Regions from separate parts of the Mus musculus genome. Here all the other regions are linked to region 2. Evidence: chromatin contacts called from public Hi-C and HiChIP or PLAC-seq data. All regions are on one chromosome and are shown on one strand. The core of a region is the stretch at or near the end of the contact, and the rest is flanking DNA. Distances in the headings are between cores, read along the strand shown.

What was found. Hi-C and Micro-C count contacts between places; a contact is called where the count stands out from the background. HiChIP or PLAC-seq counts read pairs in DNA pulled down with a chosen protein or histone mark.
Region 1: a Hi-C map of uterus shows a contact between it and region 2, with 2.3 times the contacts expected there. The contact joins two enhancer-like sites. A contact is called at or near these places in 1 of 484 Hi-C or Micro-C datasets (uterus) and 3 of 115 datasets of contacts at active chromatin or transcription factors (embryonic stem cells and heart atrium).
Region 3: a contact with region 2 is called in an H3K27ac HiChIP or PLAC-seq map of stem cell-derived neural progenitor cells, with 3 times the contacts expected there. The contact joins two enhancer-like sites. A contact is called at or near these places in 5 of 115 datasets of contacts at active chromatin or transcription factors (embryonic stem cells and stem cell-derived neural progenitor cells).

What each region holds. Positions count from the first base shown.
Region 1 is chr4:105,707,033-105,711,781 of GRCm38.p6, reverse strand. No RefSeq gene overlaps it. Among named protein-coding and RNA genes, the nearest start is that of Gm29922, 140 kb to the left of the region's middle. Within about 2 kb of position 3,206, at least 8 of the 459 cell types and tissues checked have an H3K27ac peak or open chromatin away from gene starts, as enhancers often do. A contact at or near this core is called in uterus, where this site is marked.
Region 2 is chr4:105,203,939-105,208,490 of GRCm38.p6, reverse strand. All of the region lies in intron 2 of Plpp3 (phospholipid phosphatase 3), which reads right to left. Among named protein-coding and RNA genes, the nearest start is that of Plpp3, 49 kb to the right of the region's middle. Within about 2 kb of position 3,015, at least 53 of the 459 cell types and tissues checked have an H3K27ac peak or open chromatin away from gene starts, as enhancers often do. A contact at or near this core is called in stem cell-derived neural progenitor cells and uterus, where this site is marked.
Region 3 is chr4:105,472,246-105,476,872 of GRCm38.p6, reverse strand. No RefSeq gene overlaps it. Among named protein-coding and RNA genes, the nearest start is that of Gm40217, 160 kb to the right of the region's middle. Within about 2 kb of position 1,507, at least 56 of the 459 cell types and tissues checked have an H3K27ac peak or open chromatin away from gene starts, as enhancers often do. A contact at or near this core is called in stem cell-derived neural progenitor cells, where this site is marked.

The sequences.
Region 1 (4,749 bases), core at 1,957-4,456, 500 kb before region 2:
ACTTTAAATTTCTGTTTTGATTGTCATGGGATGTATTAGAGTGAGGAGTTAGAGTTAGTGTGTTCTAGGGAGTAAGTCATACCCTCCTCTTCCAAATTAATACGCTAAATTTGTAAGCTGCAACACAATCTTTATAACGTGTAGAGATAGTGATTTTTTAAAAATATTTTATTAGGTATTTTCCTCATTTACATTTCCAGTGCTATCCCAAAAGTCCCCCATACCCCCCCACACACTCCCCTACCCACCCACTCCCACTTTTTGGCCCTGGCGTTCCCCTGTACTGGGGCATAAAAAGTTTGCATGTCCAATGGGCCTCTCTTTCCAGTGATGGCTGACGTTGATACATATGCAGCTAGAGTCAAGAGCTCAGGGGTACTGGTTAGTTCATATTGTTGTTCCACCTATAGGGTTGCAGATCCTTTTAGCTCCTTGGGTACTTTCTCTAGCTCCTCCACTGGGGGCCCTGTGATCCATCCAATAGCTGACTGTGAGCATCCACTTCTGTGATTTTTAAATGATAATTAAGTCTGATTGAGGTTATAAGTGGGAATACCCAGTCTAATAAAATCAGAAGAGAGAGACTTTCTCTATCTATGTTTTTCTAACACTCTCTCAAATATATTAAGAAGACCATTTTAAATCCAACAGAAAGATTCGTGGAAACCAACCATATTGGCAGCCAGATTTTAGCCTCCAGCATTCAGATGTGTGTGACGACATATATGCTTCTAAGCCACCCAGTTTACGGTACTTGCATAGTGGTTTCCGCTGGATTGAAACATTCCCTCCCAGAGGAAAGACAGCCTGGTGAAACTCACAAGAGGCCCAGGCTACATGGGAAACATTTGAGACTCACTATCAGCAGTAACTAACTGTTGGTTCCAGGGAGGAGTGGTCTTCATTGATGATGTAGCCTTGGCAAACTATGTAGTGAATGTGAGTGATGGAGATTTTCTGGCTTGGAAGCCATGGTGAGGCAAACTTTTCAGTGATGTAGCTTCCTGGGTCACCCATGCTCATGGGCATCACTTCAATATACTGATTGGATTACTAGAATGGTCTTGGATGAAATCGTTTTATTGGTCTGTATTTATTTCCTGTATCTGAAGGAAATAGGTATCCATAGGCACATCACCTAGGAAAAGCAATGTAGCCATGCCATTTTTTCATGGCAATCCAAGCTGACTAGGTTGAAACATAGACAAATGTATATATCTAACAGAAAGTCCACATCCAAAGCTAGACCCTTAGAAGATTGCATCCTTGGAGGAACTGCATCCTTGCTGGACAGGGGTGGGATAAATAAACTAAGAGAAGAAAACAGAAGTTTGGTTCTGAAGACCTGATCCATAAACCAAAGGACCAGTAAAGAAATCCTCTCCAGGTAGAGTTAACACAAGGACATCTCCATATGGATAGGTTTTACATTTCTGTTACTTTGAAGCACAAAACATCTCATAAAGATAATTTAAAGTGGTCCCAAGTTTCAGTAAGCCCTAGTATCCATGCAAATCTCTATGAAAACTCAACCTGTGCCCACTATGTCTCCCACAGATGATGATCCAAGGTTGAAACGTGCACAGAGAGAAGAATACAAAGTGAATATGGAAACAAAGACCTAAGGAAAATAGGGAATCAGAGCTCCACTGGAAATGTGCAATGTCTCGATAATCTAATTTAAAAGGTTTTCAAAACATCACAAGTAGCTAAATTCTGAGCAAATGAAAAAAATGAAGGCAGGAATATTATAAAAATCCACTTATAAAACTATAGTGTACCTAGTACAATTAAACCTTCAGTGGCTAAAAGTGATATCTTATGCAACTTGAGAAGAAAATTAGTGGTGTAGAAGCAAACCAATGAGTAAATTGAAATGTGAAGACCATACCCTCTCCTGGAATAACAGAAATAATCAACATTCTAGACAAAGATTAAAAAGAAAAGGAATGACATTCAACGGCATCATAGCCAAAAGTTCGTCAGAGTTCTGGGACAATGGGTATCATATTATTGGTAGGCTATGAATTTGGGCATTAAGTAATAAAGTTAAAAATGCTTAGTCCTCACAGCTTATCGATTTCATCCTAAAGAAATCGTTTAGGAAACCTTCTGCACATGTGCGTTAGGAGGCGTGCTGGTTGGAACAGTGTGGGGTATATTCCTACAGGGGAGCACCACAGCCCAGCAACACTGACTGCCCTTGAAAACATATGAGACGTCAGAAGGACTCCTGCCCAGCGATCCCATTCCATAAAATGCAAAGCATAATCCCCCCAGGGATCTATAAACAAGATGGCTGCACACATGGAGAGCACCACTACTAAATCATCAGTGCATGTCCATGCAAGTTTTGTTCCCTAGTTCCATAAACATATGTACAACTCTCTTATGCACCACGCGCTGCACACACGGACTGCAAAATCCTTCCAGTGTGGAGGTCACATTGGAGGCGCTGCCTTAGAACCCGCTTGTTTCACTTACAATGAATTATAAGCAGATTTTCATGTCAAAACAAAACCTATAAACATTTTATTAGCCATATAGAACTCTACGTCTGGGTATCCCATACTTACCCAAGTCCTCTCCTAGGGAACGGAATTGATGCAATTGTTTTTCTACAATAAGGAATATCGAAAGAATCAATTTCCTTACACATAAATCTTTGTGTTGTAGCATTGTTTGATCCTCCAGGGTAAACTCCTCCTCTCGGTAGAGTGGCTTGCTGAAGGGTGATTTTACAATACACCGTTGTTAACAGGGTGAGAGTAACCACATTTCTTGTAGCTTTTTCAGATATTGCTGCCCTGAGCTTTTTATCAATTTTATATATTAAATTACACTAGTTTGTTTTAATATACCTTATTTATAAGGATTTTGAGTATGGGTAAAATGTATGGGTATTTCTCTTTGTGTACATCTTGAATGTTTATTTGGATCATTTGAATGCATAATTTGTCCAGTTCTCTTGACTCTTTTTCTCCTGAACAGACTGGTTTGCCAAACATTACTTGTGACATTTGGGGGTGTGTGCGCATGTGTCTGTGAATGTTATATACGTGTGTGTGAGAGGGCCAGTGTGTTTGCTGAGTAATTGCATAATAGTCCTTTTCCAGCAATGTGTTTGGCTGGGTTTTCACAGCAGTCAACTCGTACATCTTCCACTGGCCTCCTTCCTGGTGCGCATGCTTGCCATGCCGTCTCAGTGCTTCTGAGTTATCCCATATGCTCTAGGACCCTAACCAGAGCTTCCTTCTGATGTTATTGCTTAGCAAGCTACCACAGGTCAGCCAAGCTTGGTCTGCCACCCAATTTTGAAAGGCCAGCGAGCTAAGAAAACATTTTAATGGCTGGGAAAGAGTAAAAGGAATAATATTTTATGGATACATGACAATTACATAAAATTCAAACCTCGGTGTCCATAAAGTTTTATTGGAGCACAGCCATGCTTGTTCATTAAGATATCGCTAAGAGTGGTTTCATGCTGTGATGTCCGAGGTGAGTCGTCACGAGACACCACATGTTCAGCAGAGCTGAAAATATTTACTAGCTGGTCCTCTTTCTATAAAGCTTGCTGATCTCTGCTATAGAATCAAAACCTCAAACGGGATAACAAAGAGCCTGACCCTGCTCTGCGAGTGTTCCACACAGCCTTACTTTTCATCTCTTTGGGGCTGTTGTTGCCATTTTTTTGGGAATCCCTTTCGCCTGCTGCTCTGAAATTGGGCATCTTTATCAGCAAGCATGGGTTTGAATCATCATTTCTTCAGTCCAGTTCCAGAATTCTTGGAGATAACTGGAATGCGAATGGTATCCCTTTTTCTTTTGGCTTCAAGACACCTTTTTAATCCCTTTAAAATTCCACTGACTATTTTAGTTGTGGTTTAAAGAGAAAGAGAACTGCACACAAGTCACCATCTCATTCCAACATAGAGCTACTTCTGAGATAATGAAAGTGGGCTTGCTGCAGAGCTCACACATCGACACTGGTGTGGATCCCCTCCCACCCCACCACAGGCAGCACTGTCTGAGAAATGTATGCAGAAATAGGAAGCAGGAAAATGATGCTCTCAAGTTCCTGTGAGAGGTTGTTTGGTGCCCGATCTTAAGCTAAGTTTATGGCACCATGTTTCAAGACAGAAAGATCATCGTTCTTACTGACTATAATATTGGTTCATATTTATAAAATGTACTTTGACGTTTTGACTCATGTTCAGAATAGTGTGTTTGAGTGACTGATTATCAACTTTCCTTCATTGTTAAGTCACTACTTAAGTGAGACAAGTGATACATTATATCTCATATCTAAAAGAGGGGGAGTAGAGACAGAATTATTAATTATTCTCTAATCAACTGAAGTCCAACAGTACCTTATTGCATTCGCAAAAAACTACGACCATGAAAACTAACATTCTACAGAAAAAAATTATAATGACTAGAAGAAAGACTCTATGTGCTCCAGCATATTGCTTATAACTGTGAACTAAGTGTGAGGAAAGACCGAGAACTGACATCATAGAGAGGATGTTTATTATCTGGTGAGAAAGAGGGGTGTCTATGTTTGCTGGGTGATAATATATCATTCAAAGAATTCATTGACGCTCATTTTGATTTTTAAAGGATTATTTTAATTACCCTTTTTAAGTTCCAAGTTAAGCAATTCTATAGAAAAGACCTCAATGTCAACTCAAAAGCATCAGCTAATTAAAGTTTGGCATTCCATGGTTAAGAATATATATCCTTTGTATG
Region 2 (4,552 bases), core at 1,766-4,265:
GCGAGGCATCCTTGAAGACCACGTTTAGTGACACGGGAGAACAGATGACCGATCGGTAACTATAAGGTACAATCTACAAAATCCGAATTCCCCACTTAAGTAAGCATATTCACGTAAACACATAAGGGGAAGATTCAAAATGCGAACGTGGCTGCCATTTCCTTCTTTAAAAAGATCCTTACATCTCCATAGTATCTCCATACCAACAGTAGAACCCACCCACAAAATAAGTAGATGTATCTACACCTTTATAAGACTAACCTATATGTGTATATATAGTCATCAAAAAAGGACTCAGCTACAGAAAACAGAAGAAAATTAAGCCTCAAGGGCATGACTAAGGGTGGTTGCATGTCAGGGGAACCACGTAGGCACATCTTAGGGTTCTGGGATGTGGTGAAGTACCCCTGACTCTGGTGAAGGTCCCACCTTGGCACTAGCATTGATAAGTGTTTCCACAGTGAATACCCCAGTCGGTCCTGAGTGAATCCAGCCTCTGCCACCTACTCCACACATCTGGGCTCTAAACCCCTCAAGCCTCACGTGCTTCAGCCTCCTTCCCCATAAAAGGAGGCTGCTCGCCTTTGCAGAATGGCTGGTTTATATGAAAGAACACTGGTGGAAAAGTGCTGAGTCATGGAAAGACAGGCTTTTTATTTCTTATATTTATTAACATTTATTTAGTTAGTTTTCTAGACTGAGGACTGAACCTAAGGCCCCACACTGACTGACATCTCTAGTCCTATTTTATTTTTCACATATGTAGCATGATGAACAAACAAAACACTGGTCTAACCTGGGCACCGTGGCACACACCTACAATCCCAGCACTGGAAGGCCTAGGCAGGAAGATGAAGGATTCAAGGCCAGACTGGGCTCCACAGTGAGGCTCTGTCTCAAAAACAAACAGAAACACCTAAATAAAAGCCAAGAAACATTCAATATGGTGCCTTTAGGAGTCTGAATTCCTCAATCAAGCTGGGTTTTCTCCTTGGGTTTGAGAGCCAAAGGAGAAGGCTGGGTCACATGCTCTTCCCACAATGTCTTCCTGCTGCTCAAACTGCCTGGCTTTTCAGCAAGCAGGGGCCAGCTGTCACTCTGTAAGGTTACTGTGGACAGCATCTTTTTGTCATTAGATCAAATTGCCTTTGGTGAAACACATGTGGATAGTGTACACATGTGGATAGTGTCTCCCTGACTCGGCCGAATTGCTTGGGTAAAACACAACCGTGCAGTGCCCCCTCCCCCTTTCTTAACTCCACAGCACAGCTGTGGCCACTTCCTGGTTGCAACTCCAGGCCAGGAGCAGGGATGGTCGGCTCATCACTCACCACAAAAGTCCCTTTCACACTTCCTCCCATGAAGGATTATGGACCACACTTGCCCGCCCTTTCGGTGAGCAGACGCGTTCACAACCACAAGGGAAGCAATAGATTGGCACATTCAGGGCACTCCTTTGCAGAGGTCCTTTGTAAAGGAATAACTTTACAGTGGGGAAAGGCATCAAAGCAGGAGTCTAATCTGGGTCCTCAAAGGCCCCAAAGTGTGGGGAAGGATGGTGTGTAGGATAAACATAGCAGCTGGGCCCAGCGACAAGCAGGGGCAGGAGAGGGAGCAAGGCACGCTGACACAAGAGCCCTAGTTGACTGTGTTTATAAGTGCCACACCTTTTCCAGATCACTTTGTGGATGATTCTATAGGGACAGGGGTGGTCAAAGGCCGGCCCAGTCAGCGTGCTTGCCTAGCTAGTCCCTGAGAAAGCAGAATATTTAGCTCTTCATAGGGCCTCAGAAATGCTCACTAAAGAAACAGACAAATGTCAGGGAGCAGGAGGAGTCGATCCTTGAAGACATGTGACCTGGCAGTGTCCCCTAATCCTTGCCGAGGTCCCTCTGATAACATATAAGAGATGAAATCTGAGTGTCACGGCAGGTCAGAAATGAAGGCAACCATTCTGTGCTGAAGAGACTGGGGCCCAAATATCCCACCCAGGCACACACACTCAGTCTTTGCCCAACGTTCTCTACCCCCATCCTCAACTCATTTCCCTCTTCCAACCTGTTTACACTTTTACCCTATGGAATCTTATAGGCTAACAAGTTCCAGATGTCCACTGCCACAGCCCCGATTGCTGACTCCTTCTGATTCTTTATTTATAAATCACACTCAGGTGTGTTTACGTGCAGGGAGTGGGGGTGGCCACTGAATAAGTATCAAGTACCCATGATGGGAGTCCTCCACTCACAGGGTGAATCTGGAGCAGGTCAACTTCTCTATCCGCAGAATCGTGACTTAGTACTTCCTAAGAGCGATGCCATTAACTCTCTTCTGACCCAGCTTCCTAACCAAGCAGAGGCAACAGGTCAGACAACAGTAGAGGAAGGTTTCTTGTAAGAACTACCTATAAGCTGGGAGCAGAACCAAGGCCCTGGGCACAATACCTGCCCTCGGATTGCTCCTGAGTTGCCAGGACCAGGCCACACTGACAAAGAAATCCTGGCTCAAGCCTCATGCAGTGTGATTTTCTGTGACAAGGCAAGTCCGTTGTACAGATGGGGATTCTGGGGCTCTCTGAAGGATGGGAGATGACCGAGGAGTAAAGTCCACTGTCTCTCAGTTCCAAGACATGGGCAGGCTACCAGCTTGTTAGTGCCACTCTTATCAAAACCATTTCCTATGGTGGAGGAGCAGTTGTGTCTCCAGGACAGCCTTGCTGAAGCCATTTAGCAGACGCAAGGCTCCGGGACCACATGGCTTCTGGAGCCGCCCTGACAGATTGCACAGTTAATGAGCAGCAAATTATGTATTTTCTCCATCCCTTGTACAGAAGGGTCGCGGAGTCGACAACACAGCCATAAATCATCATTATGAACCAGGGGACTGGGCTTCTTGTAATCCTAACCCTTAAAGGCTATTTAATGAAACTTGGGCCGCACCTCTGCAGGAGGGGCGAAGGCTTAAACCGCTCCCTGACATGTTACTCGCCTTCTCTGGAGTCTCAGATTTACTACTTTCGGACTTTATTCATTATTCACAATGTTTTCATTCCTGGGTCATAAAATGAGCACCCCACCCCTCCTCCAAAGGCTTGGTCCCCACCCCCAGGGCCTTCATTCCTGCCACAGTCAGCAAAGTTCTGATAAGTTTCACTTTGGGAAAAAAAATGTCTTCTATGTTGATCTCTGAAGCAGCTAGCAGCGGATCTGAGGGGTGTGGGGGGGATGGCTGGCTGCCAGGCCGGCAGAGAACTCTCCCCTACCTGCCTTTTAAGGAGCTTGGCCCAGAGTCTGGAAACTCATACAGAGGAAGGCATGGCAATTAAGCCACAAGGGGACAGAAAGGGACGGGTCCTGGCCGGCAAGCCAGTGGTTGGGAGGTTGTCTCCAACTGTAAGAGAGAGCCTCTTCCTGTCTTTTGTGGTGAAAAAGAGCCCAGCTACCCACATCTTTACAGATGTTCCATTCAGGAGGGGAAATGGAGAGGGTCTTTAGGCTAGCCTTCCTGGGGAGGAAGGAGCAGCAACCTGGGAGCCAGTAAGTCTCAGTCTCATCATTCTAGTCCTTTGCAGTCACATGACTTCACCTGTCTGGGCTTAGGTGGTCCCTTATAGAAAATAGCATTAATAATATCCACCTGGCAAGGCTGGCAAGGAATTCAATGGGCGATATGTCAAATGCCTGGCACTTTGAAAGGCTCATTTTGGTTTTGGTTGTTTTTTCTTCTTCTTCTTCTTCTTCTTGCACGATTAGGATGTGGGAAATATGCCGTGCCAGGGCAGAAGCAGAAAATACGTGTGTGGTGGTTTTGATTTTGATCTTTCCAGGAAACAAGATAGAAGAAAAGAAGCCCATTGCAGAAGGACCCCACCACTACCACCACCGCTGCCGCCACCACCACCATCGCCGCCACCACCACTCAGCTGCTGTGTTGTTTTAAACATTTTGCTCTATTTATAAATCACCCCAAGAAAAAGTCATATTTTTACACAGTATGTCCTAACAATTCCTCTTCTAAAAACTGAGACGTCTTCCCCGGGTGACTCTGAAGGGCTAACATCCCGATACTCGGTTCTGCTTTAATAATATTTACATAGAACTTTACAGCTTACAAAGCGCTTTTCCCTCTGTCGAGCTGTCTGTTTCTCACAGAGCCCTGCAGGTCATTCTGGGATTACTGACACACTTTCCAAGTGAGAGCAGTAAAGGCCAGAGAGGCCAGTGAGTCACTCTGAATTAAAGGAGGAGAAGGGCAGGACAGCTTGGCAGCCCCATCGCCGACACCTGCCCTTCTCCCTCCCTCCTGGGTTCTTCTTAATGGTACCAAGATAGCCGTTTCCTTGAAGTCCCAGAAGATAGCTGGTCTTTGAGTCCCAAATACAAAGGCATACAAGTAAGGTCTCTTGTAGTGGATCCATTGCAACCAGATCTTGGGAGCCAGTATTTAGCATTTAAATACAAGCAGCACCAGACCAACCCATACAGGTCTACTACTGAGTTTATTTGTATGTTTATGTCCTTGTTAGCTTTACCCTAACCCCCAGACCTCGCGCATG
Region 3 (4,627 bases), core at 258-2,757, 270 kb before region 2:
TAGCATTTACTGTGGGTTCTGTATTGTGAAATAAAGTACTGAGTCCTTTCTAAGAACCTTGTCCCAAAACCTCTACTCCTCTTTTTTCAGAGAGAGAGAGAGACAGAGAGAGACAGAGAGAGAAAGATTGTCAGTCTTTTTGGCTGTTGGCTTAACGAGAACAGGTAGACAACAGTAACTGTCCTGCATGGAAGAAAGTCGCTGTGAGTAAGAGCCTCAGTGGCCTGATAAAACAATCCCCTGGCCTTTAAAATCACCTGCCTCTGGCTCCAGGCAGTTCTCACAGTTCAGAACTCCCCCACAGCTGCCAGCTTGTTTCCAGGCCCTTTACAGAGTAGTAATTGCCTTTCAATTGCTTTGTTTGCTCATTCATGACTGTAGAAGCATCCCAACTCCATCTAGAGCGCCCGCTGGGTACCACAGTATCCCAGCTCCTTCCCAGAAAGACAGAAACTCTCTCCCTACCTAGCTCAGGTACAATTTCCCCCTGGACAGCCTGCCTCTGGTATGTAAAGTAATGCCTGAGGCCTTGAGACAGAGGGCCTTCAGTTTTTTCATAGGAGTCTGCTCTGGGGGAGCAGAAGATGAAACACCAGCAGAACACCAGGCTTGGCAATTAGACAGACTTGTTTGGCTCTTTGCCCTTACCTTTCTAATGCTGTATTGGTTGTGTCAATGAATCTACTGCTCAAGGAAGGTAGTGTGTGGAATGCTCCTGATGTCTATCACACGACCAAATAACCATTCTAGGTGGCCTCTTGACTTCGGCCCTGTATGGTAAGATTTCTGACTAGTTGTGTGGTCTCAAGTCATCAAAGGCAACCAAGGACAAAACTCCCCTCAAAAGAAAGCTTAATGATGGGCCTCTTCGACTGTGTCCTCCTCCCAGTCAGTCATCCTATTCCTGCAAGCTGATGTTACACTTCTTTGTGGATCAAACTGCCAATCGTGTTTACCTGTTGAAAAATCACACATTTAACTCCCACTTCATTAATGGATTCAGATTTTGTTGGGGGAGTTGCTCACTTGAAAGGTCCATTTCTCACAAATAGCCATGTGTCCAAGGCTGGTAATTTAAGCTCTTTGACTCTCCATTTCCCCAATGTAATAATTATGTATGTGGTGGAAATATCGTGAAGAATAAATGGGACACATGGACATACAGACTGTGCATTCTTTCTTCTTCAATGATATTTCCCTAGTAATTAAAAATGCCTACCATCAGTTGGAGAGTATTCAGGAAAAACAAAACAAAAGGGCAAAAAAAAAAAAAGAGAGAAGAAAACAAACATAAAACTAAAATAAAGAAACATTCATTATGAATTTTATTACTTCAACTACTGTAAACTGTGTAGGAATCTGAGCTGCAAAGCTACTCATTAAACTGTCTGCTCTTTCCTGTTTAAACAAGGCCCCTCTTGGGTCTCGAAGCCTGAGCCTTCATGGGTCTGCATCCAGGAAGGAAGACGTTTCTACGGTAACCGAGGAGGCCTTCTCCAGAGGGTCTCTGGGAGAGGCCAGGATCTGGTGCAAGTGACAAACTCCAGCTCCCTTGATAATGAACAGAGAGGTAGCAGCCACGATGGCCGGCCTTGAGTAGAATGAGGGCATTCAGGCGTGAAATCCCTTTCAATCGCTCGTTTGTTCTTCTCTGTGGAGAATTCACTTTGTGCCACTCTTGAAAAATGGCTGATGGAGACTCAGTGGTGTGTAAATAATAAATGTTCCAGAAGGAAATGTGTGTGTGTGTATGTGTGTGTGTTTGTGTGTGTGTGTGTGTGTGTGTATGTGTGTGTGTTTGTGTGTGTGTGTGTGTGTGAGAGAGAGAGAGGGAGAGAGAGAGAGAGAGAGAGAGAGAGAGAGAGAAGAGAAAGGAGTTGTTGACATGCCATCTGTGATTTGGTTCAAATTTTTATAAGGCCCGATGTTGTAGGAGAGTAGCCCAGTAACTTCTTTTTACCATCTGTGAATTGGGATGTGAGGGACAAAGTCACAGAGGAAGGTGTTTGGTACCAAAATATAACCTATGCTCCTGGTGGACAAGGTTTGAATTGTACGACTGTGATGCTTGCAAAAGAAGGATGTGTAGACAAGAGGAGTCAGAGGTATAAAAGCGACCAAGTCTGAAAGATGGGATGGAGCCTTAGCCAAGACTAGGGAGGGAGTAAATGTCACTATTTCTTTAAAAATCCTACAATGGATTTCCTCCTGCATTGTCCTCTACATCTTCACCCTCAGCTTCTTACGTGGGTGCCATACTAGTCACTGAAGGGTAGATGGAGAAATGGGCTCAGAGAAGTGGCTTTTCCACTCAGTCACCAGATAGTCAGGTCAGGATTCAGACCCAGGTCAGTTTGACACCTTAGGCGAGGTCTTTATTAATGACTAGTATGCTGCCTTCCACAGATAATTAAGAGTACGGTATATGAAGCGCTTGTGGACAATGTTCTGGGTTGGTATGCTGGAGTGGGGAATGGCATGCTGTCCCCATCTGATGCTTGTCAACTTATAGAGAGCCTCCTAGTCCCCTCAAGCTTTATCCATGACCAAAGAAACTTTGTCATTGCTTCTGAATGCTAAGGACTTGGCCCTGACTTGGTTGGGTTAATAGGAGATTTTCCCTGGGATCAAATCCCACACATCCTCAACCTCTTGAAACCTAGAGCAGTTACGTTGCAAATGAACTCATCTCTAAACAGCCCACAGCTTTCTAGGCTCTCTACTCATTCAGAGTGCACCTCATTTTGAACATGCAGAACATGAAGAATTTCCGTCTCAGCTTTTTCCATGAGGGCGTTCTGACCTTCCATGTTTAGAGCCAAAGTGGTTCCAGTTTAGTAAACAGTCTTCTATGGAAAACCTATGGTTAAAGCTGATGGCATAATTACCTGCCCTTAAGGAGGCAACAGTAGTGAAAGCCAAAACTAATGAAAAGTGAAGGCTATCCAGAGGGTAAGGCCAAACCCCCCCCCACGAGAGTGGGGACCCTCTAGGTATTGAGTGAGCAATATCAAGTGCTCGCTCAGGAAAGAGGAAGGTTGGTAGGGAAAAGTTCCTTCCATATCATAGGTTGTATGTATCTCGGAGTTCCCTTCATTCTAGAAGTCAGTTGGCTATGCTCAAGTGTTAAGTCTCAGCCAGGCACTGATGCTAAAAAGGAAAATAAGGAAAATGCTCTGAGAGATCCATTAGTAGATAGGGTGCATGGAGATGATGTTGTCATAGAAGTTAGAGAAGGGGTCCCAGAAGAAATGGAAATGAGAACAAGTCCAATAGGAAAGAGTGGGTAAGGTGTTTAGAGTTTAGAGTGGGTAAGGTGTTAGAGTGACAGGGGCAGGGGTGGGGGGTTGTGGTGGAGACACCTCCTGGAAGGTGTGCTGTTTAAGCTGAGTACTGAAGGACTCAAGAGTGTTGCCAGTCAATGGTACCTTGAAAGAGTGTGTGGGAGAAACAGAACAGTAAAAGATCCAGAAAGAAGGGAGAACCTGGCATAACTCCTTAGTGGGTCGGCAAGCATCTGTTATAGAGACTGAGAGGAAAGCAGAAAAGCCAACTTGTTTGTCCCAGGTTACACTGCTCATAGTAGTCCAATCCTGGCCCCAGATTTCCCAGCTAGGAACACCATCCCTGCACTACCTACTCTCCCCAACTCCCCAAGGACTGGCTTGTATGAAGACCAAAGCCATGTCACATTTAACCCAGATGCCCCAGGATCTTCTACAGCTCTCCTACCATATGTCTTCGTGTAGTTAATGTCATCTGTAACCTCATGTTTTTCCACCTATCCACTTTGCTCCCAGAAATAACAACTCTGAGATTTAATGTTTCAAAGAATAAATGCCTAGGCCAAAAGCTTTGCTTATTCCCTGACTAGCTCAGGGAACTGAATAGTAACTTAGTTACCTGTTTATTATATTCTAAGTTATGCCACATGACTAGTTACCTGGTCCTTAGTTTCATGGAACCATCTTCTTCTATATCTGGGGCAAATCTCCTCTGGGCCTGAGTCTATTCCCAGAATTCTCTCTGTACCAGAACTTCTATACCCCTATTCCCTGCCTGAGCTAATAGGCCAGCAGCATTTTATTGGCAGATGATACTTCAATATAGTACAAGGAATTCTCCCTACAGCCTTGAATCTCTCTGTGACTCTGCCTTATTCTGTGTCAAATGGAAAAAGTAATTCCTACCTTGTCAACTTTTCTTATAATGAGACTGAGAGAGGTAAAATTGCTTAGGAAAAAAAAAACAAAGCAAAGGTGTGCCTTCATGAACCTGAAACTCTATAACTGTGAGATGTCCATCTAAAATGCGATCTGACCTTTGAAATAAGAATACGTTTGTGAAGAGCCAATTAGCAGACAGAGCCAAATTTTAGAAGTCTCTATTTTGTTTAGAACTCTAGATTTGCAGGATTTAACTGGCGAAATGGGCTTTTTCTGATTCCAAGTGTCTTGTTTTCTTTTTTCTATTTGTTTTTTTTTTTTTCTGAAACAGATATAAACATGGGTCCTCTGGATACACTGTATGCTGACCTTCTGTCTCTGCCGATTTTTCCATTTCACCCATTGTTTGGTATGATGCTGCCTGCTGGATATTCTTATGCTGTGAAGTACTAATGAATAGG